4 separate regions of the Mus musculus genome follow, and regions 1, 2 and 4 are each linked to region 3. A link is a contact called in public HiCAR-type and promoter capture Hi-C data. All regions are on one chromosome and are shown on one strand. Each heading gives the region's core, a stretch centred on a gene start, on an enhancer-like site or on the middle of the called end of the contact. The rest is flanking DNA. Distances are from core to core; before and after follow the strand shown. Region 1 holds the start of Sec24a (Sec24 related gene family, member A (S. cerevisiae)). Region 2 overlaps Col23a1 (collagen, type XXIII, alpha 1). Region 3 holds the start of Zfp454 (zinc finger protein 454). Region 4 holds the start of Maml1 (mastermind like transcriptional coactivator 1).

Region 1 (2,722 bases), core at 194-2,693, 870 kb after region 3:
GAAGAGATATCCAATTATAAGATATTCTCCCGCCAAATGATAAATTATAGTGCCAGATGTACTCTCTCTAGGGTTCAGAGAGTTGTGACTAACTTACATTCTAAATGAAGAGGAGGGCCCTAGAAACGAAGCCCTAGCCATCCATCTATTTGGTTCTTCCACAACTGAAAAACTAAACAGGAGGCCCAAGGACTGTCGTAGGAAGAAGATCCTTGAAGAAAGATCCCTGCAGAGATGAGCAAGTCCTAAAGGGATCTGTCAAAGACGGAGTCATTCATTCATCTCTGCAAATTAGTATTAATAAGCACTGACCCGCCACCCCCCTGCACTTCGAGCCTGCGGACCCGAGATGAACCCTGCCCTCCAGGACACAGGACTGAGGTGGCGCATTGCGTGATGACACCCAGACACTATGACCTCCATAAGGCAGTTCTGGGAACTGATTTCGTCTACGATTCTTGTTCACCTCTTGTTTATCTCAGACGTTGCATACTGCAGGTGCTTACTGTTTGCAGGCTGAACCTATAAATACACATGAAACTGTCCCACCAGCGTGGATCTGCAGGTGCATGTCCACCGCGGCTCCCGGGTCCAGGCCGTCATCCGCCACTCCCCGCGGTAGACCTGGCTGGGACTTGTCCCTGGCCCGAGCTGTGCCGCCCTCCCCGCCCCCGTGCGGCACTCACCGTTGGTGTAGGGAGACCCCGAGGCTGAGGCGGCTCCGTTCTGGGCCTGGAGGCTAGCTGCGGCACCGCGGGCAGCGGGGATCCGGGGCTGGGCCATGGCGCCCGGGGATCTCAGGGTAAGACGGAGCCGTCGGGGTCGACCGCAGCGCCCAGCCTAAGAGCTCCAACAGGAAAACCGAGGGCAGGGACCTGGAGGCCGGAGAAGCGGAACACGCGGGGTGGCACGTCAAAGTAGAGGCATGGCGTGTCCGTGTCTTCTGCCCGCCGGCGGCCACGACCTGGCCAGGGCGCGGAGAGGCTCCGGAGTCAGGCCGGCTGGGCTGGGAACGCCGGGCTCGGAGGCAGCAGCCGAACCCGGAGAGGAGGGAGGCCCTGGGCGGAGCCGCCGGCCGCGCAGGCACAGTGGGGACACGTGGCACTTCCGGTTCCGGCTGGAGGCTGCGGCCGTGCTCTCTGTCCCCGGGGAGCTGCCCCGAGGGCACCTGACAGTCCCGTGTCCGGGCCCGGAGGACCGTGCACGGACTCGCCTGCCACGTCACGGACTCCCGCCGCCCGCCGGAAGTAGCCTGTGTCACCACTGCGAAAATACCCGGCGTGGAGAACGTCACCTTGCTGACAGTCCCAGGGGTGGTGCGGATTTTTAGAATCGATTGGGTGGGACAGGAGAGACCCGGCTCCTCTTCCGGGATTCTCTGAGGATTACCTGAGACGACCGATGTCCTCGGCTACCGCTGGTGGCCCAGCCGATGCTATGCCAGCTGTAGAGTGCAAGAGAATTTTAAAAAGAGGTGTTCAATTACGTGTGTTTGTCAAAGTGTCATGGGCGGGACATGGCGGCAATCAGGAGGTCGAGGCAGAAGTGTTCTAAGTTCGAAGGCGGCCTAGTCAGGTCAGCCAGGGCTGGAGTGAAGATGCTGGGTCAAGGTTAAAATGTCTGATGACGTTAAGGAGGAAGCTCTTCTTTTCAACTGGAGGATTAAGATTAATTTTGACGTTAGCCTGTTGGTAGCATAGTCACTCCGAAGTACATCCACCACACATGGATCGGGAATCCATCCCTCTCCTATCCCAGTGTTGACAATGGAGTCCAATGTCCTAGGGAAGCCCTTAGTTTACACTGAGCTAGGCAACTTCTATAATAACAAGTATTTAGTTAATACTGAGGCTCCAAGCCGGGCGTGGTGGCGCACGCCTTTAGTCCCAGCTCTCAGGAGGCAGAGGCAGGCGAATTTTTGAGTTCGAGGCCAGCCTGGTCCACAGAGTGAGTTCCAGGACAATCAGGGCTAATCAGAGAAACCCTGTCCCGAAAAAAAAAAAAATACTGAGGCCCCGGACTAAATAACATTTAAAATGGTAATTGTAATGGTATCGTACTCCTATAGTTCTGGATACAGAAAAGTGAGGCAGGAAGATCTTGAATTCAAGACCAGCCTGGGCAATTTACCAGGACTCAGTTTCTTTAAAAGGGGTTAGATATGTAGGTCACTCATAAAGAGTTTCCCTAACCTTGTAGGAAGAAGCCCTGAGTTCAAAAGAATTAAAGGCAGTTTACATTATGAGAGTTTACATTAAGTCGAATAATTCAAATGTCCTTTCTGGGCAAGTAGCTTGTGGGTTGCTTTTATTTTTACCCCCAAACAGACTTTCTGACTTGTAAGACCAAAGAGAAGTAGAAACTGGTTGGTTATGCAACATACTTAGTGATATCAGTGTGATCTTTAGCTACTTTGGTTTTACCTGCTCCAAGCAGATGACAAAGTCCTTCACAGATGTGTGCTGCTGATTGAAACGTATTATGCCATGAGTTTCACAACCTCGGGCGAAAGTACATCTTACCAAACTCATTTACTATCTAATGCTGGCTACGAAGTATTACAGAAAAAGAGCACAATCTAAAACTACTGTCAGACCCAAGAAGCAAGCAGTAACCACATATACAAATTTACCCTAACCTTGATTTCATTAATAGTTACCTCAAAACCATACTAAAATATATTTGCTCTGAGTGGAATTAAACAATTAAAAAAAAAGATTGT
Region 2 (2,700 bases), core at 85-2,584, 650 kb after region 3:
CAGGACCGAGCACCACCCACAGGCCCCGTCTGGTTAAACTCACAGTACCCAGGGAGGCAGGACCTGCAAAGCCTCCAACATCAGTCAGGCATCGACAGCTGAGGTCCCAAAGGACAGAGTAAGCTGGGGGCTGAAATGTGGTCTTTGAGACAGGGCTCCAGCCTGGGACCAATTTCCAAGTGAATAACTCAATTGGACTGTTTGGAATTAATCAGGCGAACAAAAAAAAAAAAAAAAAAAAAAAAAAGCCATGACCACCACACACTCAGACGCTTCCTTACACTCTTCCAGTTCAAAAACAGCTTTGATTGTAAAAATGTAATTAGTTAAATGATTCATCTGTAATACCCCCCAAATTCATATGCTTTCTTAAATTCTAACATCCCCTGGCTCACTCCCATCTGACCCCTGCGGGGCAGCTCCCAGCCCCCAAGATGCTGGGCAGAGGGAGGAGGGGTGAACACCCACTTCCTGAGTCCCCCATAATAGTCCCCAGATTGGAACCTCAAAGACAGAGCCAGCTGGGCTTGCAGAAGAGGTCCTCCATACGGGCTTCCTTCCCAGCCTTCCCCCAGGCAGAACAAAACAGGTACTTCTTCAGTCCTGCCATGGTCGGGGTGAGGCTCTCCATTCCTCAGTTTCCCATCATGTCACGTGTGAGGCAGCCAAGGAAAGAGAGATGACCACAGGCAGTCATGGGGCCTGCGCTTTGGGTCCGCTGCTCAGGTTCCAGGGCCGCACACCCTCTCCTGTTTCTGCACCTTCCTGGTACAGGGGCCTCCTGCCCACAGGTCACTCTGGAAGAGGAAACAGTACCACAAGAGGCCAGCAGAGGAGAATGGGCCGGCTGCTTACTGGTTGCCAGCAACCAGCCATGGAGTGGTACCTGCAGACTGGCTGCTGCCTGGCACCTCTCTTCATTTCACCACACACAGCCTACTGCGTGGAGGAGCCTGTTCACAGAACTGGGCCAAGTCATAAAAAGACTGGGGAGAAGACAGTATGTGAGTAGGAAGCTGTTCCTGCCGCCTCCCATGACTTGAGAAAGAATGAGTTTGGGGTCCCCATAGACTGTGCGATCTCAGGCATATCTCACTCCTCATAGATATTATGTTCTTTGCATCCCTGGTAGCAATTAGGAGATCCAAGTGGATGGTTCCTGGGAGCTCCAGGACTGGGCACTCATACCGGGTTCAGTGAATGACAGTTCCTGTCGCTTAATGATCATTCAGTCCAGCAGGGGGAGCCCTTGAGGCTAGCAAGCTTTGCCTGGGTGAGCATACTAAGTACAGAGCCTCTAGCGCTGTGACACCAGGGCAGGAGTTGGCTTTCACTAGCAGATAACAAATCAAGGGCGCCCCCTAGTGCTCACCGGCGTTCAGACACCGGGGCTGGTGGGAAATTGGACCTTTCGTTCATGGAATCACTGTCATGTGTAAACATTGTTCAACAAACGTTTATTCTCAGCTCCGGGCAGTTTGGCATTTTACAGATAGTAGCAAGAAATCCATCCTAGAAGCCTACGACTGATCCAGAGAAAGATCCACAAGTCACCTAAGCTCCAGCTTCACATTAGGCTGTGGTCAGTGTCAAGAGGGTTTAGTAGCTGTGAGCACCTACCTACCTGCAAACCCACATCAGGCGGGGACAGGGCTGCAGCCTCAGGAAAGGGAGGTGTGATATAAGAACAAAAACTGAAGTAGGGGGCTGGGAATATAGCTGACTTTGTAGTCTGTGTGCCTAATATAAATAAGGCCTTGGGTTCTATGGGGATCCTCCCCCTTTTTTTTTTTTTGTAAAGATTTACGTATTTATTTAATGAATGTGAGTACAGTGCAACTGTACAGATGGTTGTGAGCCTTCATGTGGTTGTTGGGAATTGAATTTTTAGGACCTCTGTTCCCTCTGGTCAACCCCGCTCATTCTCGTTGGCCCGGCTGACTTAGTCCCTGCTTGCTCTAGCCCAAAGATTTATTTATTATTATACATAAGTACACTGTAGCTGTCTTCAGATGCACCAGATGAAGGCGTCAGGTTTCATTACAGGTAGTTGTGAGCCACCATGTGGTTGCTGGGATTTGAACTCAGGACCTTCGGAAGAGCAGTCAGTGCTCTTACCCGCTGAGCCATCTTGCCAGCCCTATGGGAATAATTCCTACGCCACATTAAAAAAAAAAAAAAAAAAAAAACAGTCATGAAAGCCAGGCTGTGGTGGTGTGCGCCTTTAATTCCAATACTTGGGAGACAGATCTCTGAGTTCAAGGCCAGCCTGGTCTACAGAGCAAGTTCCAGGACTGCTAGGGCTACACAGAGAACCCTGTCTCAAAAGAACACAAGCAAACAAACAAAAAACAGGCATTATGGTACTCACCTAAGCTATGTGAAACCCTTCCTCAACACAGAACAGCGACGAGCAAACACCTTTCATCTCAGCAGTAAACAGGCAGATCACTGAGTTTGAAGCCGGCCTGATCTACAGAGTGATCAGTGAGACCCTGTCTCAAAGAAAAAGAAAAGCCAAAAACCAAGCATAAGCCAGGTGGGTGCTGACAAAAGTGAGGTTCAGAAGTCCCCACCCCCAGACAGAGTCAGGCTGATAAGGAGCACTCGGTTGAGGCAGCCAGCCTCACTAAGGAGTCAACTGTGCCCTTCCTCTGATGTCTGAGTCCCAGGAGAGCCATCCTGCCCATTCCACTTCCC
Region 3 (2,700 bases), core at 153-2,652:
GTTCCTGCCTTTACCATTTTGGACCACCATCTTACTGGCTAACAGAAGTAGAAAGGTTTTCATTTTATACTAACCTAGAATCCTGCCCAGATGTGCCACTTTCATGCCTTACAGAAAGCTCTAAAGCTCACTAGGAGGAGATGTGTGGTGGGAGGGAGCAGCTGGGGTCTTTGGGGGTGGCTGGAAAGGAAGCTTCTGGTTAGAGCAATGAATGAAGTCAAGGACACAACTGGGGATACAGGGGGACAACACTGGACAGTGATGACTCACCTGGACCAGGGCCGGGAGCTGGCTGACAGCCATTCCTTTTCTCTGGTGAGCTGAGGAGCATTGAGTAGGAAGGAGGCAGGGGAGGAGCTTTACAATTGCTGGGGTTCTCTGGCTAGAAGCATCTGCACTCCTGTAATGAGAGGGCCGGGTCAAAGGTCACAGGGATGCGCCTCACCATTCACATCCTGGCTCACTTTGTTCTTTTGCTCCCAGTGCATACTCCCTCTGAAGGTAGCTGTCCTCACCCAATCTGTAAAGTGACTTCTCCCCATGCCAGCTCTCCTTCGCATCTTTCCTTTAGTCAGATCCTGCATGCCTTCCCGTTTGTGTGGCTTTGGCTTTCCCCTGCAGAAAGCTTGCCCGGCCCAGTCCTCAAACTCTACCCATTCTCTGTCCCTTCCCCTGCAGCTATGCTTTGGCGTCTTAAGACAGCCTTTCCTCCTGGGACAGCTCTATCCCAACTAGAGGGAAGGAGGAGGCAAAGAGGTGACTTTTTCCTGAAAGGGAAGGGGAGTTAAACCGGCCAGATCTCTCTCTCTCTCTCTCTCTCTCTCTCTCTCTCTCTCTCTCTCTCTCTCTCTGTGTGTGTGTGTGTGGGGGGGGGGCTGTTTCGTGTTTCGGATGGGACAGTGTAGGGAGCGGGTTTCCGGGAGAAGAAATCATTCACATAAGTCACCCTCCACAGTTTCGTCAAGTGCAGGGGCTGCAGTGAAGGTGTCCCTTTCTCAAGTTCCTCAGAGAGAACTTGGAGCCACGCCGGGAATATAACCAGCAGCTGTATGCAACTGTATTTGTGAGTTTGCAGCAAGATGAGCTAGAGGTCCTGACCAACCCTTCTCAACGTGCAATCAGGTTCGGATCCCTTAGCTCGACTACAAAACAGTTCTGCTGGTCCCTTCCATGTGTGGAATCAAATCTCAGTACATGCGCTTCAAAGTTAAGGACGTGGGATCCACGCCTTTCAAAACGGACCACAACCCACCCTTAGTCTACGTACCCTCTGTTCTCAACTCCCAGACCTGACCTTCAGTCTCTGGACACTGCAGATCACCGTGGGGCTTCCCTTAGAAGCTTGTCCACTGCAGAGCATAGCCTCGACAGAGTAGTCAGGACACAATGAGCTGGAGCCTGCTGCTTGACGCGGAGCCGCGCCTGCGCGTTTGTCCAGGAGCCGGGAAGCCTAATTCCCACAAATCTCTCTGCTGCAGCGCTTAGATTTTTGGACTCCTTTTCTCAGAGGGAGACCAGGAGCAAAAAGCGATAAAGCGCGCCTGCGCCTAGTCACTTTGTGGCCGAAACTACAATTCCCAGAAGGCTCTGCGGTGCACTAGCCTATCGCTGGGCAGACAAGTGGTCTAGTCTTGTGGAGACCAGCAGTGAAAAAAGGTCCAGGATGCTGTTATCAAGGTTACTAGACTCTAGGATCTGCAAGCAAAGCCAGAGAACATCCAGGAACGTCGTAATAGCGCCTAACGACAGAGAAAGGTCTTGAAAGACAGTCAGTACCAAGCTCTCAAAAATGCTACAGCCTCTGTTGGAGCTGGACTGGAGAGGCATGATAGACCTTGAGTGCAGTGAGGGTTTGGGTAGCAGGATTACCGGAGGGGGGTGCGGGGGGGGGGAAGGACGATGGCCCTGGAAGTCTCTGCAGAGTAAACAAGTGTCTCTGGGAGCACGGGATAGTATATAGAGAAGCTTGGATTTACTTCTGGTGACTGTATTTTGCTGGGGCCTGTGAGTATCGAGTAATGTACCAGAATCTTTCCCTGAAGATGTCTAGTTGCCTTTGGATATGTAGTAAGTATTCATGGAGGAACTTTCTTATTGGGAGAAAAGTGAAACAAATTCAATTAAAAAAATATGATTTGAGATTGACACTTCTGGGATTGCTGGCCACCCTTTAGGATACAATGTCAGTGGCTCTGTCCTGGGCTTTAAAGATGTCATTCTCTCACTTAGGGCACACACATATAGGTTAAGGCATAGAGCAGAGAGTGTTGAAACAGAGTGACTCCTGCACTGCAGTTTTTGTGTGACTAGGGAAGGTGGTCCATCAAACAGAAAATATTCATTAGGAGTGAATGAAAGGACAGGAATGCTGAGTTAGGGGTTTCAGAGTGAGAAGGGGCAGGGTGTTTGGGAGATTTTACTGTCCCAGGAAGAGCTCCCCACAAAGAATTTGGCTTAGGATATTTGATGCTTAGCAAGACCAGCATGTTCACCAGGAACAAGGAAAGAAAAAAGGGCTCAAGATGACATTGTGTGTGACTCTGAGGTTCTGACCCCATGGTAAAAATGTGGATTTATTTTGTGTGTGAAAGGAAAGCAATGGAAGTTCCAAGTGGACAGATGAACTTATCTGTGCAGACTATGGTCAGTTCTGGGCAGGACAGATTCAGGGTGAAAACTAGGGATGGTCGTAGGACAGTG
Region 4 (2,700 bases), core at 77-2,576, 600 kb before region 3:
ATAAATCTCGGGATTAGCTACTAAAAACCAAAGGGCACAGCTGACCAACAAGTAACGTCATTTCCCCCGTTCAACAACTATTAATATTATCAGAGGTTTTTAACAGGCTTAGTAGGTTAATTTTGGAACTGTCAATAATATAGCAGGAATCAGGCGTTCACAAATTCCAAAGTTCCCTTTTGCGGGGGTTGGGGGAAAACGAATGCCTTTTAAGCAACTCCGTTTACCGAAGCTTCCAAAGACTTTTCAATTTTCCATTCCGAAACCGCGGGATACTGTCAACTGAAGGGAGACTTATTTCCATATTAAAGCCCTAACTAACCTCCACGAAGCAAAGATCCAATCAACATCTGCAGACTAAGCGAGGCCAGGCCTACGGTGCAAGAACGCCCTACATCCTAGGCAACTCCAACGCGGGTCTGCTCCAAGACGAAGTTCTCATCAATTGGAAATTAAGTTTAGGAGAAAAGCCTACCAGCAACTAACCTCCTGCTTTTCCAGCCCCGATTTCACTCAAGTCCTCAAGGGGACGTTTTCCCAAAGTACACCGCAGTGCCACTTCTGGAAGATGACAAGCGCCCTGCCATGTTAGCCACCTCCCAGGACCCAGACTAAGAAATGGGGGCGCTCGGGAAAGTTTCCCCAAGGCCCGATCCGCGCCGGAAGAGGCGTTTTCGGGAGTGAGTATTGCTGTGGCAGGCGCCAGCCTTACTCACCGCGACCGGGCGGCCGTGCTCCGGGCCGTCCGCTGCGTCCAGGCGCGCGGCCGCCGGGGCCGAGGCGGGGGCCGGAGCGGCAACCGGGGCCGTGGCGGCGGCCGGCGGCTGCCGGTGCTTGCCGGCGCGCTTGGCCTTGGCCTGGATGCAGCGCTGGTGCAGGGCAAAGGTGTGCTGGCGCTCGAGCTCCAGGCGCTCGGGAGACACAGCCTCGTAGCGGGCCTCACAGGTGCTGTGGTGGCGCCGGCACAGTTCGATGCGCCGGCGGAGGCGCTCCATGACCGCGCTGTGCCGCGGCAGCGCGAACTCCGCCATGGGGCAGGTGGGTAGCACCATGGGCCGCGGGCGGCACTGGCCGGGCCCGGGCCTCCCGGCGCCGGCTGCCACTTCGGGTTCCTCCGCTTCTGACGGCCCGGATCCGCCTCACGCCCGCGCCATGTCCGGCCGGGCTGTGGAGCGGGCTCGGGCGCGGCGGCGGGTCTTCCTCCGGCCCCGCTCGGCCCGATTCCAGGCCGGGGAACACCGCCCGCCTCAGGCTTCGGCCTGTCCGCTATACCCCTGCCCCATTGTTTTCCGCGCCGCTGCCGCCGCCATCTTAAAATTGTTTTCGGGGCTTTCGGAAGAGGGCGGGGCCTGGGCCGGCGAACTCTGCGTCACTGCTGATGGACCGAAGCTCTAGCCAATCAAAGGAAACCCGCTGCCCGAGGGCGTGGGGGACAAGCACGTCAGGAATTTTCGGGTATTTAAACTGAACACTCTGGCGAGGAGGGAAGCCCGAGGCGGGCTCAGTGCGGGAGAGTGAACTGTGACTGACGGGAACCTATCCAAGAAGAGCCACGTTTTCTGAACACCGCCCCCTGAAAGCAGTCCCTTCCGGGTTCGTGAGGAACGCGGGTTAAGTCTGAGTGAGGTGGAAGCCTTAAGACCCAGATGTCCAAAGCTGTCTATCTTTTTAGTCCACCCACACTATTTCGAGGTCAGCCATTTCCGACCTCATTCTTTACATACAGCCACGTAATTGATCAGAATTGTTTTGAGCTTGAGCGACCTAGTAGAGATAGTTATCACTGACTGGTACTGTGAGCAATAGCTCATTACTTGGAGGGGTGAGGGTGGGAAAGAGCCTCAATACTGGGGACTGGAGTTATTTAGATCTACAGGGGCATACACTTAAAAACCGACTGATATATAAAATTGAGTCACTCAAAATCCAATCCAAAGCACTGGGTTCCAGTGATGCCACTAGCAAGCAAGTGAGCGAAGGTAAAAAGCCAGGAAAGGACCAAAAAATGTTCTGGATGGTTACTGACACCCAAACTGCCATAGGAGATGCTGGGAGGCTTTGCAATAGAAGACCTCACGAGCCACTCAAACATGTCACCCTTTAACCTCTTACTAGAGTTCATTAAAGTTTTATTTTTAAAATCACAAAGAAAAAAAGCTAACAGCCAAGTGTTTTTATACACATGGAGTTAAAATAAGAAAAAGGAATTCTAAGTTTTTGGTGGCGGGAGTGGCAAAGATAAGTGAGCACTGCTTCTTCCCAGTGCCAAGCATTACAATCAGCACTCAAGTGAAACCAGCAGCTTTTGTATGCAGTGATGAAGGACTGAACCCAGGACCTCATGAGTACGCTGCAGCTGTCTTCACATACACACTAGAAGAGGGCATCGGATCCCATTACTGATGATTATGAGCCACCATGTGGTTGCTGGGAATTCAGGACCTCTGGCAGAGCAGTGGGGTACTTAGCTGCTGAGCCAACTCTCCAGCCCACCATTAAACTGTAGTGTCAGGTACCCCAGATTGCCCTCAAATATATTGTCTGAGGCTGGCCTGCCTCTGCTTCTGATCACACCATTACGCCCAGTTAGAAGTGCAAGGTTATCTTCAAAACTCTATAGTGTATGGATTCAGGACGCAACCTAAAACACAAAATATCCTGGGCATGACTTCCAATATCCTCAAATATGAAGCCTGAGAA

Evidence for each region. Promoter capture Hi-C pulls out the DNA fragments that hold promoters and counts their contacts. HiCAR-type assays count read pairs that join an accessible place to other places.
Region 1: a promoter capture Hi-C map of maxillary cranial neural crest shows a contact between it and region 3, with 4 times the contacts expected there. The contact joins the promoter of Sec24a here to the promoter of Zfp454 in region 3. A contact is called at or near these places in 2 of 39 promoter capture datasets (hippocampal neurons and maxillary cranial neural crest) and 1 of 115 datasets of contacts at active chromatin or transcription factors (astrocytes).
Region 2: a promoter capture Hi-C map of hippocampal neurons shows a contact between it and region 3, with 4 times the contacts expected there. The contact joins the enhancer-like site here to the promoter of Zfp454 in region 3. A contact is called at or near these places in 5 of 39 promoter capture datasets (cranial neural crest, embryonic stem cells, hippocampal neurons and 1 more).
Region 4: a HiCAR-type map of astrocytes shows a contact between it and region 3, with 2.6 times the contacts expected there. The contact joins the promoter of Maml1 here to the promoter of Zfp454 in region 3. A contact is called at or near these places in 1 of 39 promoter capture datasets (cranial neural crest) and 1 of 115 datasets of contacts at active chromatin or transcription factors (astrocytes).

Annotation. Positions count from the first base shown.
Region 1 is chr11:51,755,391-51,758,112 of GRCm38.p6, forward strand. It overlaps Sec24a (Sec24 related gene family, member A (S. cerevisiae)), which reads right to left and starts at 1,444. Exons shown (of 23, transcript NM_175255.3): 1 at 687-1,444. The coding sequence starts at 783.
Region 2 is chr11:51,538,522-51,541,221 of GRCm38.p6, forward strand. The region is part of intron 5 of Col23a1 (collagen, type XXIII, alpha 1); the gene reads left to right. Among named protein-coding and RNA genes, the nearest start is that of Phykpl, 45 kb to the right of the region's middle. Within about 2 kb of position 1,335, at least 38 of the 459 cell types and tissues checked have an H3K27ac peak or open chromatin away from gene starts, as enhancers often do.
Region 3 is chr11:50,886,099-50,888,798 of GRCm38.p6, forward strand. Zfp454 (zinc finger protein 454) reads right to left here and starts at 1,403. Exons shown (of 6, transcript NM_172794.3): 1 at 1,268-1,403; 2 at 271-400. The coding sequence starts at 303.
Region 4 is chr11:50,291,010-50,293,709 of GRCm38.p6, forward strand. It overlaps Maml1 (mastermind like transcriptional coactivator 1), which reads right to left and starts at 1,327. Exons shown (of 5, transcript NM_175334.3): 1 at 717-1,327. The coding sequence starts at 1,052.